2 separate regions of the Bombyx mori genome follow, and region 2 is linked to region 1. The links are chromatin contacts, called in public Hi-C maps. All regions are on one chromosome and are shown on one strand. The core of a region is the stretch at or near the end of the contact, and the rest is flanking DNA. Distances in the headings are between cores, read along the strand shown.

Evidence for each region. A called contact is a pair of places that touch in the nucleus more often than the background predicts.
Region 2: a contact with region 1 is called in a Hi-C map of middle silk gland, with 1.7 times the contacts expected there. The contact joins two enhancer-like sites. A contact is called at or near these places in 2 of 7 Hi-C or Micro-C datasets (middle silk gland and whole pupa).

The regions. Positions count from the first base shown.
Region 1 is chr11:2,983,759-2,989,571 of ASM3026992v2, reverse strand. LOC105841955 (aminopeptidase N) reads left to right here. Exons shown (of 28, transcript XM_021349745.3): 15 at 40-133; 16 at 750-856; 17 at 1,664-1,807; 18 at 2,358-2,461; 19 at 2,954-3,149; 20 at 3,986-4,074; 21 at 4,788-4,885; 22 at 5,740-5,813. Among protein-coding and RNA genes, the nearest start is that of LOC134199648, 8.0 kb to the right of the region's middle. Within about 2 kb of position 1,266, at least 3 of the 8 cell types and tissues checked have open chromatin away from gene starts, as enhancers often do.
Region 2 is chr11:3,108,875-3,114,781 of ASM3026992v2, reverse strand. All of the region lies in intron 9 of LOC101745063, which reads left to right. Among protein-coding and RNA genes, the nearest start is that of LOC105841957, 9.5 kb to the right of the region's middle. Within about 2 kb of position 3,096, at least 8 of the 8 cell types and tissues checked have open chromatin away from gene starts, as enhancers often do.

The DNA.
Region 1 (5,813 bases), core at 17-2,516:
AATAAAAATAAAAATAAATCTTCTAATGCTCACCCTCAGGTTAGACTCTGGAAGTACAGTTCGGGCGGTCGCGGCATTGAGACTCGAACGCGCCGACATCGAGTCGGCTACGGATGAACTCTCTCTGCACAAGGTAACCCTTGCGTCTGTTTTCTCTACCATTAGTAATCTTTTTTTTTCCTACCTAAGCTGATGGTCTAGAGCAGCCTTTCCCAAAGTGGGCAATAACGCCCCCTTGTGGGCGCTGCCGGCCTAAAGGGGGGCAGTAAGAGACCCTGGAAAAAAGGGGGCGTTGTGGCTTGAGCTTGGCGATTTGTAATTTAATCTAGAAGGACTCTTAGACACCGACTAAGCTCTCACTATAGTGGTTTTTAAGTAGGATGGGGGCGCTGAAAAATAATTTATTCTTAAAGTGGGCAGTAGATAAAATAAGCTTGAAAACCCCTGGTCTAGAGAGACCATATCGGGCTCAAATCTGACGACGTTGCTAACACGAACCCTAGCAAGAGTCGTGCTTCGCAGAATCTACCATCGGAACTACGTATCGGAAACGGGACCCACTGAGAAGATCCGGCGAGAAACTCAGTGAGCTATAATCTTATGCAGTTTGGACTAATTAAATTTGTCTCAACAAGTACCATCAGTGGGCTATAATCTTATGCAGTTTAGACTAATAAGATTTGTCTCAACGAGTACCACACGCGAAGGTTGTCTTGTTTGGTTTTTTTCATTGATTTCTTACTGTCTAGGGTGCTGCCATAGTTAGTATGGCAATCGAAGCAGCCGGTGAGGAAACTGGCCGAGCAGCACTCGCGCGTCTGTTGCGCGATCACCGCTATGCAAGCGCCGACGCCAGGTAAGCTATGTTTTATGATCGGTGTCTAGGTCTACTGGACGAAGACCGACCACAGCATCCGGATCTGAAGCTGAACACAGAATCTTTGTTAACGACTTCACAGAGGGCATTCCATTTTAATAGGACACGTCAGATATATAGGTACGGAGCGGGGTAGAATGATCCATTATTAGTGTGAGCACACATTGCCGAGCACTCAAAATAACTGATGAGACAATCAATGCAAACGTTTATTTTCACTGTAGCAAACAAATTTACAGAGAATCACTAATGATCGAACAGATAAATGGAGGTTAGTCGACAAACGCGGGAAGCTCGTTACAACGACCCAAGTGACCAAGTAATGACCGTTCGGGTCGGTCCCTAAAGATGGCAGTTTATTCTTTACAGTAAAAGTGTAGGTACCTCAAACGTCAACTGTCAAACAGCCTCAAACGTCAAACCGTCGGAAATTGGCGTTGCCATCGCCTTATCGACCTTACCTAAATGAACTACTTGACGCTTCCGACTAAACTCGATTAATAACATTTACTGAAACTGCGACATAAACATCTCTTTCCTGCACTAAATCGAATTGAAGTTGCGGCCTCCGCACCAAAGATGCCCATATCTTCCTTAACCCACTCCAAGGCGAATACGGCCGTGGCGTACCAATACCTAGCTAAAGATTTGTCGTCTAGCATGCAATTGCTATAGACATGCTGATTGTAGATGTTGGAAGCTTTACATTAGAGACATTAGATGAAGAATACCTATCTGGTCGCGCCACAAGGAACAGATTTGTAACATAAAAAAATATATATCCAGAGATTTATGGCGGGCGTTGCAACGTGACAACCCTGACGATGCATCGGTGCAGGCCCACGCGTGGGACGGCTGGTGCGAGAAGCCAGGGTATCCGTTGCTGAGCGCGACGACAGTCGGAGATGACGTCATTCTCAAACAAGAAAGGTCAGTTATATGCTCCTCATTTAAAATCTTAACTATGACCGCGATTAAGTCCTAGGTTTTTTTTATTGCTTACATAGGTGGACGAGTTCACAGCCCACCTGTTGTTAAGTAGTTACCGGAGCTCCGGAGCCCATAGACATGTACAACGTAAGTGCGCCACCTACCTTGAAATATAAGTTCTAAGGTCTCAGTATAGCAACGGCTGCCCCACCCATCAAGACGAAACGCATTACTACTTCACGGCAGAAATAGGTAGGGTGGTGGTACCTACCCGTGCGGACTCACAAAAGGTCCTACCACCGGTAATTACGCAAATTATAATTTTGCGGGTTTCATTTTTATTACACGATGTTATCCCTTCACCGTGAAAGTCAATCGTGAACGTTTGTTAAGTACGTATTTCATTATAAAAATCGTTACCCGCCTGGGATTCGAACACCCCGTGCATCGCTCAACACGAACGCACCGGACGTCTTATCCTTTAGGCCACGACGACTTCAAAACCTGCCCGGTGAATAATACATTAAAGCATACCCCATTCAACTCCCAGGTTCCTGATGACGGCCGAACCACCACCCCCAGAGCCTCCAATGCTGAACGACCTCCTCACTCAGGACTTGAGAGCCGATCTCGAAGCATTGTTCTTTGATCCAGGTAATAAATAAACGTAGATATAAGTGAAACAAACTTAAATTATATTTGGCTTGTGTATTAGCAGACTGCACGGGTATGTCCCACCATCACAGACCTGTCTCTCGCTGAGATGTCTATGAGCTTCAGTAAGTACTGGTGGGAATAATCTTGAACTCAGAGACTGGTTCGAATCTCAGGGTCCAGGCAGAGATTCAATGGGAACTATGGTTTCAGATATAACTATGAACCGTTGGTTTGTATGAAATGAGTTATGTTGCGAGGTGCAATGATGGGGTTACAAACATTGATAGCACAATGCACAGGGTAGCGCGGAGGGGTCTGGGTCAGTCGGGAGACCGCTAAGTGGTTAGATTAGAAATAGCTTTTTCAAGGTCTTGCACATTTCTCAACGACACTTGAAGTGGATGTTTGAGTTTTAAACACTGATTGTTATTACTACCTGGACTATCGTCCACGGACACCAAATCATTAGCATATAACGCATTCTTATAGAAAACTACACGGACGCTACCGAAGAGGACTACAATGCCACCACCACGACCACCCCACTCCCAACCACCACCACCAAGAAGCCGTCGCCGAAGACGACGAAGCTGCCGCCACCGAAATGGATTATCCCGATTACCTTCACCGTTGGCCCCCTGGAAGCAGACCCGGAGGAAATCCACACAATGCACAACGGAACTTGGTGAGTGGAGACCGTGGACTGCTGTGACTATCCCGCCTATTCCTGACGCTAAGGAGACAAGGTTTCCTCGCGTACATATGCTTGGGGCTTGGTTTTGTTACTGGTACCGCATAACGACATTGACTTATGAAGCAACATGATCTTTGTAAAGATCAATAATAATTATTAAGGAGATACCCATAAAACTGAAATGCATAACTGGAAGTAGTATCAAGAGCGTGGGGAAACCGAAGGCGGTGGCGAAACGAACGATCACTAGAACGGTGACGGATCCTCGCCTTCGCAAATGCGAATGTTCTCGAATTCGCCTCCGCATTCGCCTGCGCGAATTCTCAGAGGTGTTCCTCGTGTGGAAATTCCCAATAAATGAGCGTAATACACAAAATCGTATGGTACGAAATTTAAAACTTTTGCTCTTGTTTTGTACACTTACCCCGCGTGCCCCCTAAGACCACCTCGCAAAAGGTTCCCCCCTACTGAAAAAAAAGCCACTTCCGTCTCCCTTAACTTCTGCCTTCGCGGCGACCAAGCTGTGACCATCTAGATGCCTCCGTTAGAACTTTACAAATCATTACTATGACTAATACGAAAAAAAGTACTTTCGGCAATGACGAACCCATGTGCTCCCACGAAGCCGTTGACCGCACGAATTGATTTTTGATCGCGTTACATTCCGTGCTACAGTTTGGAAAGCTTTTCTTTCGTCTTCTCTTGAAAATATTCAGGATTGCGGTTATCGTTGGCAATTGGCCATGGCCCAGCGCTGAGCTCTCTCCCAGACTAGGAGACACAGGTATGCTCCAAATCGTTTTGCATCCAAACGCTATGATCCGAAGGTACGACATTGGAAACGAGACAAAGCCGCTTCAGACATCGCGATGGACGGAGAACACGACGCATCTGGTCTGGATGAACGATACCGAAAGTAAGTTCATATTTATACCAGGAAAGTTATGTGAGTTCATATTTATACCAGGAGAGTTGTGTGAGTTCATATTCATACCAGGAGAGTTGTGTGAGTTCATATGTATACACAAATACACATATAACGGCAACTGAGTGAAAAGTTTGATACTTTTAAAAATCGACTAATCAAAGCTTTCTTGTTGAAGTACATATATTCAGTGTCACTCGGAAAATTCTTAACAATCGCCCGTACATTCGTTACTGTAGAGGCATTTAAAAGTTATAAAAGGAACTCGCATCCAGAGACCGGGAAACCGTTCCTATTTTGGACATCCGTGTAAAAATCCTTACTAGTTTACATACACGAACCGCGTAAACCTTTCCTATTTTGGATGATCGTGTAAAAAAACATTAGTAATTCGATACGATAGAGAACCAATATTGTCCAATCCAAATAAATTGGACCATTTAGAACATACGGGTCTATGGAGATTAGGGTATTATTTCCTATAAACGTTCCTCCGAGAAACTTTGAAGTTTCCATAATTTTTTTACCGTCATCTTCCAAGATTTTCTCACCACGTATCATCCGGGTCAGGAGTATATCTTCTGCTAAAGTTTGCCAAATGATAAAGCGCAGAAAGAGTCTCCAAGAGCAGACAGAGTTTTCGGTCTACCGTGCTATGAGGAATTACTAGATTATTTAAAACAACAGAAGATAATGTTTCGCAGTGGTCATACCGGATCTAGGTAAACACAAATGGATCAGATACAACGTCGGAGCTCGTGGACTGTACCGGGTCGCGCCACAGGACCGAGCAGGGGAGGAGGTAAGGAAATCCTTAATGCAGAACAACAAATGATTAACTTCCCCACAGCCCACTGAGCTTCTCGCAGGATCTCCTCAGTGGGTTGCAATTCCGATCCTGTGGTAGATTCAGCGAAGCACTGCTCTTGCTATGGTTAGTATTAACAGTCTCAGGCTACGCTAGCCCACTAGTCAGGATAAAGCCAGAATAGTAGTACCCTGAGGCTTTTTTTGCTTAAATGGGAGAACAAGCTCACTACTCCTCTGCTGTTAAATAGTTACCGGGCCTATAGACATCAACAACGTAAATGCCGCCACCTACCTTGAGATATTAGTTCTAAGGTCTCAGTTTCTACAATATAATGGCTGCCCCTACCTTCAAACCGAAACGGGTTACTGCTTCTAAGCAGAAATAGTCAGGTCATAAAACGCCGCTCTGCCTATTCGTGCCGCGAATCCGTTTCTGTTTGAAGGGTGGGGCGTCCGTTGCGCTTGAAGCGGCTGATCCATCATGTCAGGCTAACCAGTGAAGTGCTGATGGCTAGTCTTCAGCCACTTGCAGTTTGGACGGAATGGCGAGGTTTTATTTCTTGTATTTGTCCGTATAATCTCACGAAACACACTGCAAGTGGTTGAAGACTAATCATCAGCGTTTCACTGTTGACCCCGACGGACCAGCCACTTCACTGACGACCCTCGTCGTTCGACTAACAAGTAATGTACGCTACACGCTGCACAAGCCGTATCTCAACTTGTGCTTCTGCATTTACGTTAACGAATTAACACCAGACAAGTTCGACCTACCAATCTGACCAATTAATAAAACGCAATTGGGCTGTTGTGAAAATTGAATTGTCTCGTCATCTACCGCTCCAGGCTTCCGATGCTGCTCGCGTTTACGATGGCGCTTCGGCCGCTGAAAGAGCCTTGATTTTAGATGATGCCTTCGT
Region 2 (5,907 bases), core at 1,847-4,346, 120 kb before region 1:
TACCATGTATTTGACACACACACACCTATGCAGACTCATTGTCAAGCTTTTGTTATTGCATAAAGTCTGTGGTCAAATTGAAAATAGGTTTATAATATTGTTTGTCTTTAATATTATTTGTCTACAGTGTAGTATTGGCAAAATCAGTGGTTATAGAAGTAAAACAGTCTTTGATAATAGAACCATAATAATGTACAAGCTTATGATTTCAATTAATTATAGTCGAATCTCGACTACTGCGGGACCACTAGGCTTAATAATACCCAAAAATACGTAAATCAAAACACAGTCACCACACGCACTTATTTTGTTTATCGAAAGTTGTAGATGGAATGCCTGTTTTCGAGTTACCGCGGCGTATATCAACAACTTCATTGAAAATACTTCAACTTTATGTTAATGCCGGATGCTGTTTTGAATTTCATTTCATTTGTAATTTAAAAAACGTCATTTATTCTATGTATTTAGATTAAATAGTTCTATAACGGCCTGAATTTGTATCCTTAGAGTATACATGCGCGAGCATTAGCATTAGTATTTATAATACTCTAAAGTTGTATCATATTCATTGATAGATTTTGCGGTAGGCAGCGGCTTGGCTCTGCCCCTGGCATTGCTGAAGTCCATGGGCGACGGTAACCACTCACCATCAGGTGGGCCGTATGCTCGTCTGCCTACAAGCGCAATAAAAAAAAGTCGTTAACGTCCCCGAATCCTGATCACACAGGAGCAAGTTACCGTCGTCGCCCTAGACACGTCCTTACGGATCCATCAGATCCAATAACTCTTGCATTAGATACCTTCAGCTCTAACACTAGGAGCAGGCTGAGGAACCCTGTCGAGTTCGACGAGTAGGACGTCGAACTCGACAAAGAGGTCGACGTGCAACCTAACCCATGCATCAGCCCGCTGAGTTTCTCGCCGGATCTTCTCAGTGGGTCGCGATTCCGATCCGGTAGTAGATTCATTCGCGAAGCAATTGCTCTTGAGTTGTTAGGTCTCCTTCGGAGGCGCTCGGGCAGTTGTTAGCTAATCCCACCCCTCCTGGCTGAGCCTTTGCTCGCCCACCTATCCTGGTGCAACTGGAAAGGCCTCCGGGTCACCAGTAATCTTTCAATCATAAAAAAAAAGAAGTCATGAACGAAGTACTTTGAATGAAACGTGGCCTTTTCTTTAGGATAAGACGTCCGGTGCATTCGTATTGAGCTATGCACCGGTGTTCAAATCTCAGGCGGGTACATTTTTCTAATGAAATATGTACTCAAGAAATGTTCACGATTGACTTCCACGGTGAAGGAATAACATCGTGTAATAAAAATCAAACCCGCTAAATTATAATTTGCGTAATTACTGGTGGTAGGACCTCTTGTGAGTCCGCAGTTATGCGTTTCGGCTTAAAGGGTGGGGCAGCCGTTGTAACTATACTTGAGATTTTAGAACTAATATCTCAAGGTGGGTGGCGCATTTACGTTACAGATGTCTATGGGCTCCAGTAACCACTTAAAACCAGGTGGGCTGTGAGCTCGTCCACTCATCTAAGCAATAAAAAAAAAGAAGATAAAACACAAACTTAAGTATTTGATTTGCTTGTGAAATGGCTACATACCTACCTAAGAAATAAAGCTATCGCGTCAGAAATGGCGGGAGATTTATAGGGACCATAGGTTATGCAAAATTGAGATCAAGGATGCAGTTCAGACTGCCAAGTGTAGAGCCGCTAAAAATTATTATCTTTGGCGTAGATTAGCATAGACGAGCTCGGCCCATCGGGTGTAAAGTTACCACCCGAACTAATATAATTACAAAATTAATCCTGACACCCGCCTCGATAAGTACTAATCATAATGAATTGCTTATCGGTTGTGTATTATTATCTTCGAAATGAAGATAGGGATAGGTAAGACTATGATTATCAGCGTACAGCTTACTAAAATCGAATACGTCAAACCATCGGTGGTCACTTAATAATGTTTTTTTAGCCGACTTCAAAAAAAGGAGGAAGTTCTCAATTCGATTGTATGTTTTTTTATGTTTGTTACCTCATAGCTTTTGACTGAATGCGTCGATTTTGATGATTCTTTCTCATTAGAAAGCTGATGCTTCCCGTGTGGTCCTATTACAATTTAGTCCAGTTCTGATAATGGTATCCATGAGAAAACCATATACCTAAGTCTTAAATTTGCATTAGGTAGGTATGTGCGCGACAAATACATGAATAACTCAATATCACGCCAACCGATTTCGATGATTATTGTTTTTAGTGTATATTAATTTGTTTTGGAATAATTTATTTTCTATTTGAAGTCGGTTTTTGTTAAAGCTTGTCTATTTACAATTACTAGAGGTCCCGCAGTAGTCGAAATTCGACTATAATTGGAATTGTAAGTTTGTACACTATTAAGTTTGTATTTTATACTTCTATAGTCACAAATTTCGCCAAGACTACACTATAAAAAATATTAACAAAGACAAACAATATTTAATCTATTCTCAATTTGACGACAGACGTCAATAACAAAAGTTTGACAATAAATAGTATGCATGCGTGTGTGCGTCAAGTATGTAGTGTATGTAGTGTGTGTAATGTTTTCTTTATTGATTTAATGTATCTTTTATGCATTATTTTTTAAAAATATTAGCATTGTGCACTTCTCTATATTCTCTATAAGTGTGGAAAATTTCATACTCCTCCGTCCGCGCAATTTTCATAAAAAGGGATACAAAGTTTTTTCTTCACGTATTAATATATACATTGTTGAAATAGTTGAGGATGTTGTCGCTATATATACCTTAAGTTGACCTTTAGTTCGTATAAAAATATGGCTAGCCTATCAGAGGCAATAGTTTACTGGGTTTAAATACAATCGAAGTTTATTTGTTTGTTTTAAAAATGTTTTAAAAGTACCACAGCGCGAAAACGATAATTGTCATTTAGAATGTTGTCAAGCATTATGATAAAGTTCAATAGTAAAACGTGTGAATTAAATAGTTAAAAAGTTCTCTATCTCTAAAAATCTCTGTCAAGGTCGGCCATGTTTGCCAGCGGTTTGCTCGTAAGAGACAGAGCACGCTTATTGCCGCATCGTACAAGTGCGTGAAGGATAGACGATCTGGGTCATCAATGACGTTAGTTCGAAGGATGAAAGAATTGGGTTGCAAGCCACTTAAAAAATCTTGGAATTACATTTTATTTTTATTTTTGTTTAAGCTATTAAGAGTATACCGTTTTGGTTAAAACCAAAATTGGTTTCATCATGTTTTATTATTATTATTATTATTATTCATTGTGTATTCTGGATTCTTAGAAGAGAAGAAGAAAAAAAGTGCTTTTAATGAAGTTTTAAAGTTTTTCAACTGTTGTTTTTTTTCCTGTTTTTTGTTATTTTCATTTATTTTGTTTTGAAATCAAGCATTTCGCTTTACAACTTTATGATAAAAATCATTTTAAGTGTGTATTGATTATGTTTATTTATTACTGTTGATGTTGTCAACCTTTGTTAAGGTAGTCGTGGAAAACAATAGCTTAGCTAATCATGACCACATCTCTAATTGTACATATTCAGAATGTGAGATTTAAAAAAAAATACCTACATAAAACATACACATACATACGTAAAAAAAAGCAGAAGAAAAAAAGCAACAAATTTATGGGAAACTTATTTTGTTAATCTGACATCCCACTTCGAGAAAATTCTATCAATCGCGCTTTCTGATTGGTCAGACTATTGGACTTTCTTGAATGTTCTCGATTCGTATTGGTCGCTACGTCAGCAAGTGTATAAATAGGAGGCGCGCGCGGGAAACTTTAGTAGTTTGAATCTTGCAGTTTTGTAACACGTATTTACAATTCGATCATCTCAAAATGGTGGCTATAGGCATCGATCTTGGGACTACGTATTCGTGTGTGGCTGTCTGGAGGCAAGGACACGTGGAAGTTATACCCAACGAGCAAGGTAATCGTTCAACTCCATCTTACGTAGCTTTCACAGAGACAGAACGACTTATAGGCGAGTGCGCTAAGAACCAAGCGGTTTTTAACCCGCGCAACACGGTTTTTAGCGCTAAGCGCTTGATCGGACGCCGCTACGACGATATCGGAGTCCAAATGGACCTACGGTATTGGCCATTCAATGTCGTCAATGAAAACGGTAAGCCAATTATATCGGTTACATACAAAAGCGGTACGAAGCGGTTCGCTCCTGAGGAAATAAGCAGTATGCTACTTTTCAGGATCAAGGAGATGGCCGAGGCGTATCTCGGGTGCGAAGTCGATAAAGCAGTGATCACTGTGCCTGCTTATTTCACGGACTCCCAACGTCAAGCCACTAGGACGGCTGGCGTCGTCGCTGGCTTTCAGGTCCTCAGGGTGACGAACGAGCCGACAGCAGCCGCCCTCGCCTACAGCATAGACAAGAAACTTAAAGGCAAAAAGATCTTAGTTTACGACTTAGGCGGTGGCACATTCGACGTTTCGATCCTGATCATCAAGGACGGTCCGGTGTATGAAGTGAAAGCGACAGCCGGCAACACTAGATTGGGCGGAGAGGATTTTGATAACAGATTAGTTGCATATTTCTCTGAGGATTTCCGCAAGCGGTTCAATATTGATATAACCAAGAATCCGAAGTCGTTGAGGAGACTCAAAACTGCTGCGGAGAGAGTTAAAAGGTTTCTCACTTCGGCCACTGAAGCAACAGTACAAGTCGAGTCCTTGTACGATGACATTGACTATGTCGGAAAGATTTCTCGGACCGTATTCGAAGAGCTATGCTCTGATTTATTCTACGACACGCTCAAGTTGATCGAGCAGGCTTTAGCCGATGCGAGGCTAAAGAAAAATGACATAAATCGTGTCATTCTGGTCGGAGGTAGCACGAGAATACCAAAGATACAGGAGATACTACATGAATACTTCGAAGGGAGGGTGTCGGCATGTCTGAATCCCGATGAGGCTGTAGCGCACGGAGCCGCCATCCAAGCAGCGATATTGAGTGGAGAACACGACGTTAACATCCGAGACCTGCACCTCGTTGACGTGGTCCCATTATCGCTCGGCGTCGAGACAGTCAGAGGAGTAATGTACAAAGTCATCGAACGAAATACATCTATACCCTGTCGAAGGACCAAAGACCTGACCACTCTAGATGACTACCAAAACAGCATGACAATCGAAGTTTTCGAAGGCGAACGAACGCTAACGAAGGACAACAGTTTACTTGGAGTATTCGATCTCCACGGCATTCCACCGGCTCCGAGAGGTGTCGCCAAAGTCGATGTCACATTCGATATAGACGCGAACGGCATCTTGAGCGTGACCGCGCGAGATCGGAGCACCGGTAACTGCAAGAGTATCACTATAAAGAACGAGAACAGAGTCTCTCAGCTGCAGATAGGGAAAATGATAGCAGATGCCGAAACTTACCGCGAAGAAGACAGGGAGAATCAACGGAGATTGGAGTGCAGGAACCAGCTCGAAACCTATATCTACGATGTTAAGAACAGAGCGGAGAATAGTCATGAATTAGGAGAAGAAGAACGCATGCAGATTAAGAAGGAATGTGAGAGCCCGGTGGAGTGGTTGGATGATAACGGGGATTGTTTGAGAGAAGAATTCGAACGGAAAATGACTGAGCTGATGAGGCAGTGGTCCGTTATAATGCAAAAATTGTGCGGTGGCTCTTTGAGACATATAGCGAAGAGACAGAGAAGCGAGAGCTACCAGGTCCCAGAGGAGAATGAATTTGCCATCGAAGACATTCTGGAATAAGGATTGTTGTAACCGTATGGTATAAAAAAATGTTCGGAATTTAGAATCTATAATAGTTTTTTAAAAATATCTCGTCTTCGGCTTAATGATATAGAATTAAAAATGTTTGATCTTTTGTGTTTGGCGTACCTGATCATCAA